Regions from separate parts of the Hordeum vulgare genome. Here region 1 is linked to region 2. A link is a contact called in public Hi-C data. All regions are on one chromosome and are shown on one strand. Each heading gives the region's core, a stretch centred on a gene start, on an enhancer-like site or on the middle of the called end of the contact. The rest is flanking DNA. Distances are from core to core; before and after follow the strand shown. Region 1 holds the start of LOC123425638 (zinc finger AN1 and C2H2 domain-containing stress-associated protein 16-like). Region 2 has its middle 59 kb from the start of LOC123425636.

Evidence for each region. Hi-C and Micro-C count contacts between places; a contact is called where the count stands out from the background.
Region 1: a Hi-C map of leaf shows a contact between it and region 2, with 7 times the contacts expected there. The contact joins the promoter of LOC123425638 here to the enhancer-like site in region 2. A contact is called at or near these places in 2 of 6 Hi-C or Micro-C datasets (leaf and seedling).

Annotation. Positions count from the first base shown.
Region 1 is chr2H:156,109,697-156,112,396 of MorexV3_pseudomolecules_assembly, reverse strand. LOC123425638 (zinc finger AN1 and C2H2 domain-containing stress-associated protein 16-like) reads left to right here and starts at 1,259. Exons shown (of 2, transcript XM_045109335.1): 1 at 1,259-1,554. The coding sequence starts at 1,456.
Region 2 is chr2H:155,911,577-155,914,276 of MorexV3_pseudomolecules_assembly, reverse strand. No RefSeq gene overlaps it. Among protein-coding and RNA genes, the nearest start is that of LOC123425636, 59 kb to the right of the region's middle. Within about 2 kb of position 1,361, at least 3 of the 3 cell types and tissues checked have open chromatin away from gene starts, as enhancers often do. A contact at or near this core is called in leaf and seedling, where this site is marked.

The sequences.
Region 1 (2,700 bases), core at 10-2,509, 200 kb before region 2:
CTTGCGCGGGGTTTGGGTCGCGGGGGACATCAAACAGACGCGCGCTCGTCCGCGTCGGGGCCGCGTGGCAGGCGGCCACCTATCTTCCACCCACCCACATCAATGCGCATGAGCGCCCGGGCCCGCCTGTCATCCGCTCAGGGAACGGTCACGGTCCTTCCTAAATGGGGAAGCCGTGGACCGGTCGTCGTCCACATTTCTCATCACCACCCCGCAGCCTCCTCGAAACCCGACACCCAAACCCTAGCCTCCTCGAACTCGTCGGCCGCCCACCTCGCAGCCATGGGGCTGTGGAAGCACGACCGCAAGGGGAAGCACGACCGCGAGGCTGGCTCCTCGTCGGGACGTTGTCGCGGCTCCGTGAAGGAGGAGGCCGCATCGTCACCGCGGCGGGCCTCCGCGCCTGCTCCCTTCACCATCGACCCTAGGCCCGCCGGTCAGCGTGATCGGCAGTACCTCAACGCTGAGGTATGCCGGCGCTACTGGGAGACGAGGATGCCGGTCCTGTGGAGCGACGTCCGTCACCGGAGCGGGACGCCTCGCCACGGGAGGAGGTGCTACATGCTCCTGCCAGCTTCCAGCCCGCCCCCGCGCACCACGGACCGCCGACCCACCTCTGGACGCCGCTGGCCTACGTCGACCTCGTCAGCGACGACGATGACGACGACACCGACGGTCAGTGAAGACGGCGACGGCCACGACATCGACGTTTTTTTAATGTTAATTATGTCAAACTGGACCGTTTTGTGGTCGTGAAAAAATGGTCTTTTTTATGTTAATGTTATGTTTTAAGTTTTTTTAACTGCGTTTATTTACTTTTTAGTTAAGTTTTTCTATTTTTTTAATCACATTCAACACGGACATGATTTGAGGTGCGGCCGCGCGGTGGGCGCACGTATAACCCAACGGACAGAAGCAGACATAAACGAACCCATTGTCGTTCAAAACGAACAAAATCTGATCAAACCAGACGTGTGTTTGGAGTCGTGCGGTGGAGTTGACCTGGAGTCTGGAGTGTAAATAACACTGTAGCAAGCATGGACCGGGCCTTTGGCGAATCCTGGCTTCGCCACTGTCTACCGTTGACACTTTTCCCGTTACCGGCTCACCACCGACTCCACATTCCCCATCGTTGCAAACAACAACAACAACAATAAAAAAAAAACTCCACCTTCCCTCACAAAACAAAGCGCGTACCAACTAATACGGGCCCGCGGTCATACGAGTACCCGGCATAAACTGCAGACTAGTCCGAGGGCCTGGCCGAAAACACACCGTCAAAACGTTTTTGTAATCGATTTCGTGCCCCTTCCGCCGTTCCGCGTGCGTGCGTGCGAGCGACCTTCTCCCCCCCTTCCCTGCCGGTGGCAGCGACCGAGGCAGCCGTCGGAGCGGACGGGCGCGAGTCGGCGAGTTTGCTCGGATCTCCCGAAGGCCGCGCGGTTCCGACGGGCCATGGGCACGCCGGAGTTCCCTGACCTGGGGCGGCACTGCAGCGTCGGCGACTGCCACCTGATCGATTTCCTCCCCTTCACCTGCGACCGATGCGACTTCGTACGTTTCCGCCCCCCTGTCCCTCTGATTCGTTGACCGAATTTGACTATTGATTAGCGTGAAAGTTGGATCAATTGCGTTTAGAGCTTGGGCCGGTCTGAGTATTGCTCTGTGGATTGTGGAACGCGAGAATCGTTGCTTCTCTGCACACGCGCTTTCCTGAAACAGATCCTGGTAGTGGTAGTTTGGGCGGTTTTACTTATTGTGATCTGGCAGCCTACTAAGAAGTAAGAACTCACCTCAGGAGATGGTAAGGGGCTAAGGGAAACCGAATTATTCTGGTCAATGCCCCTTGGCCATTCATGTTGTTGCCTGGGCAGCAGGGAAGAGCCTTTCTTTCTCCAATTCCGGGCAATAGAGTATCAACGCCTGCCATCTTGAAGCAGTGCTTCTGCTGGCTTTGTTGCTGAAGTAGAGTTATTGTGTCACTGCTTAGTATTTCGTCAGTAGTGACATGATCTGCATGAACTTTTGGGGGATGCCAAAGAAATGCTTTGGTTGATTGAAACATTCATTTCAAGGCCGTTGTGCTAGATTATTAGTTTATGGACACATGTTTGTAGACTCGAACGTAAAACCTACTTGATCCTAAGTTCCTAACTGCCATTGTCATACACCAAAGTAGAAGCAACCTTTTGTAAAGCCTATTATTGAAGAAACAACAAGCAAACATGTGTACATGGTTTAAGTATAATATATGTATTTCATGAGAGCTAGCCTTTTTTAACATTAAGGAAATATTAGATTTTGAATAGTGTCCTGAGACCTGAAGCACACTACTTAATGCATTACATAATAAGAAGCAACTACTGGTGTACCAAGAAATGGTGGACTCTAACCAAACTAGAAACCGGGGGGGGGGGGGGGGGGGGGGGAAGCCTTAATCGGCTAGGAGTACCCGTTTTCACTTTTCAGTATGGCTGACAATGATGAAAGAACCTGTATTCATAACCGCAGCAGCACCCAAGTATTGTGTCAGTTTCACCCCCTGAAACCCCCCTTGATTCTCATCCCCAACATGCAGAAAAGAAGCCTTAATCGGCAAGGAGTATCTGTTTTCACTTTTCAGTATGGCTGACAATGATGAAGGAACCTGTATTCATAACCGCAGCAGCACCCAAGTATTGTGTCAGTTTCACCCCCTGA
Region 2 (2,700 bases), core at 112-2,611:
AAGATGACACAATGCCATCGCTAGCGTATAATGTTCTACATTTGATGATATTATAATGTATGAACACTTTTACAGTAGTACTAGGTGTATTGAATGCAAAATGCATGTCTTAAAACTTTATGCATAGTATGAGACACCGACTTGCCATGGGCATGGGCGTGAACGCAAGTAGTAGAATTTAGGCTCATGGGCTTATTACCGGAGGGTGGAGATATGCCTGGGCTGCCGCTTCTTGAAAGAAGCCCCGCCGTGCGTCGGTGGAGGGAGGAGCCCCGCCAAGCTTTGTGCACCGGCTCGATCGAGGAGGTTGATCTTGTCGTTTGCCATTGTTGCTGCGCCTCGTGGACTGCCGTCTAGGAGGTTCTAGCCCGCACCGCTACGAGTGAGGTTGAGCCACCATTGTCGGGAGTCATGTGGTCGCTGACCGCCACAACATGAGTTGATGGAGTGGGTGAAGATGCACGGCCTCGCCGCCATGTCGTCGTAAAAAAAATCACCCCGAATCATGTTTGGAGTAGCAATCGATGATTTCATGTACACATGCTCAATCCGAACGAATAGTACATGCATAAGATGAATAGAAGATACATGATTAGATCTCTTATAATAACTACAAAAGACAACTAACTTGATTCATGCATGTTTGTGAGTTGCCTAAGTGGCCGTCGCCACCAGTTTCAAGAAAGTGGTCGTTGTGCGTTGTACAGCCATGCTTGCAGGCGGCCGTTTCTCTGACCCGATTTCCTTGTAGAGATGCATGCATGCGGGCGCATGTCCGTAATTGCTCCTGTACATGCCTTTAATCCAATGAGTAATTCTTAGATCATTGATTAAACATAAGAGGACAAAACCCAAAGGGAGAAAGTGCTATGATTGATTTGTGTTTAGAATGGCTGCATGTGTGTCTACAACTTGGTTCGCCGCACAACAATCTTCTGACGAGGTCTACTGCTCTCGGTAGAATCTTCGTGCTAATAACGTGTTTGAAGTAAAAATAAAGAATCGAAAGAGATGAATGCAAGATGAATCATTAATCTTTATTAATGATAGCAATGGGGTATTTATAACCGGGCGGAAGTACACATGTTGCTTGGGAGTCAAGTAACTTGAAGTTACTTAAAGACCAAATTATTACATAGTTTCCTTGAGAGTTAAGGAAGTGCATGGTTGCTTGAGGATTAAGTAACCTATCTAAGAATTAACTTAATCCTAATCAGCTTAATTAATAAGCAACTAATCTATTCTTAACAAAATCTGCGCGCCTCCAACCCATCTCCACCACTTGGCCGTGACAGAGCAACCAACACTGCCACATCCGCCGGCCCCATCGATCCGCATCCCGCCATGTTGCCCCTGCCCACCCATACACCAGCGCGGGCCCCGCAAGCCCAGATCCGGACCGTCGGGCCCGAATCGCCGCCGCCGCTCGTCCCGAGCCATCCCGCAACCGCTACTGCCAGGGAGCCGCTCCCGCGCCCGATTCGACCTCGTTGTGTTGCTCCCGTCGCCGGTGCCCCGCTTCAGCTTCGACAGCCCCTCGTCAGAGTCCGCCCACCGCCCGGAGGCCCCAAGCTGCGGGCGTCGCGGCGATCGACCTCATCCCTGAGCCCTCCGTTGGCCGCGCATGACCTCCAAGACCACGTGCATGGCACCCGAGGATGCAGCCGCCTGACCTTGCTGCCCCCTTGTTGGTCGCGTCTCGCCTCCTACGAGATACGGGATGGCCGCCCGAGCATCCGGCGATCCCCGGCCAACCGCGCTCGTCCCTGTGCCTCCGGCCACCCCTCACTGTCGGCGGCCCGCCATTGGTGTTCTATTGCTCGAGCAGGAGATGCGAGCCAACAAAAGGTGGGCCACGGCTTGACCCCGGCCAAGCTCCCCATTGACCGCGACGGTGAGGCTCAGCTCGCCCCGCCTCAACCGACCCAACCGCTCCGCCGAACCAGGCCCAAGGCCTGCCAGACAAGCACAACCGCTATCCCTCGCCCGTGCATTCCATAGTTAAACGACGCCATGCCCTGTTGGCCCATTAGCTCACCAGATTCAGCCTGATATGTTTTTTTCTTCCGTGGAGGACGATTTTTGCAATTATCTAGTGAATTGCAGTTTTACATATGAGTCCCTCATGTTCATGCACTAATAACTTGAGAACCGTTCATTGGATTAGAATGAGTTAAACATGTAAAATGTGTAGAATTTTGTGTAGATTAATATTTTCCAACTTTCACACATGTTAAAAATAGCTCAACTTTATGTTTGCATTGTTTTGTGTGATGCCATATTAAAATGATGTAATTCATAGCAAAATAACCGTGCATCGTATTTAAAAACTGTATACATGAAAAATGCTTAGAATTTCATGTAGTTTCACAATATCCAATTTTAAACCATGATTAAAATGTTTAACTTGATGTTTTAATTTAGTTTGCACAAATGTCGTGTTAAAACGATTTGTCTCAATACTAATTAACCGTAGCTCCGATTAAAATGTTCTACATATGTTACTTGACTAGAAAAATGTGGAGAACAACATGGTGGAATTTATTTTGCTGTTTAACAAATCTAAAATTGTGTGATGGGAATAACAGTACCGGAATCTTAATTTGCATATGGTGATCTTCCGAAATCGTTATTTGTTGTTTCGGCCCCATTTAAACTTCCCTAGAATTTCACGTAGTCGCATGATATCTTGTTCATCCA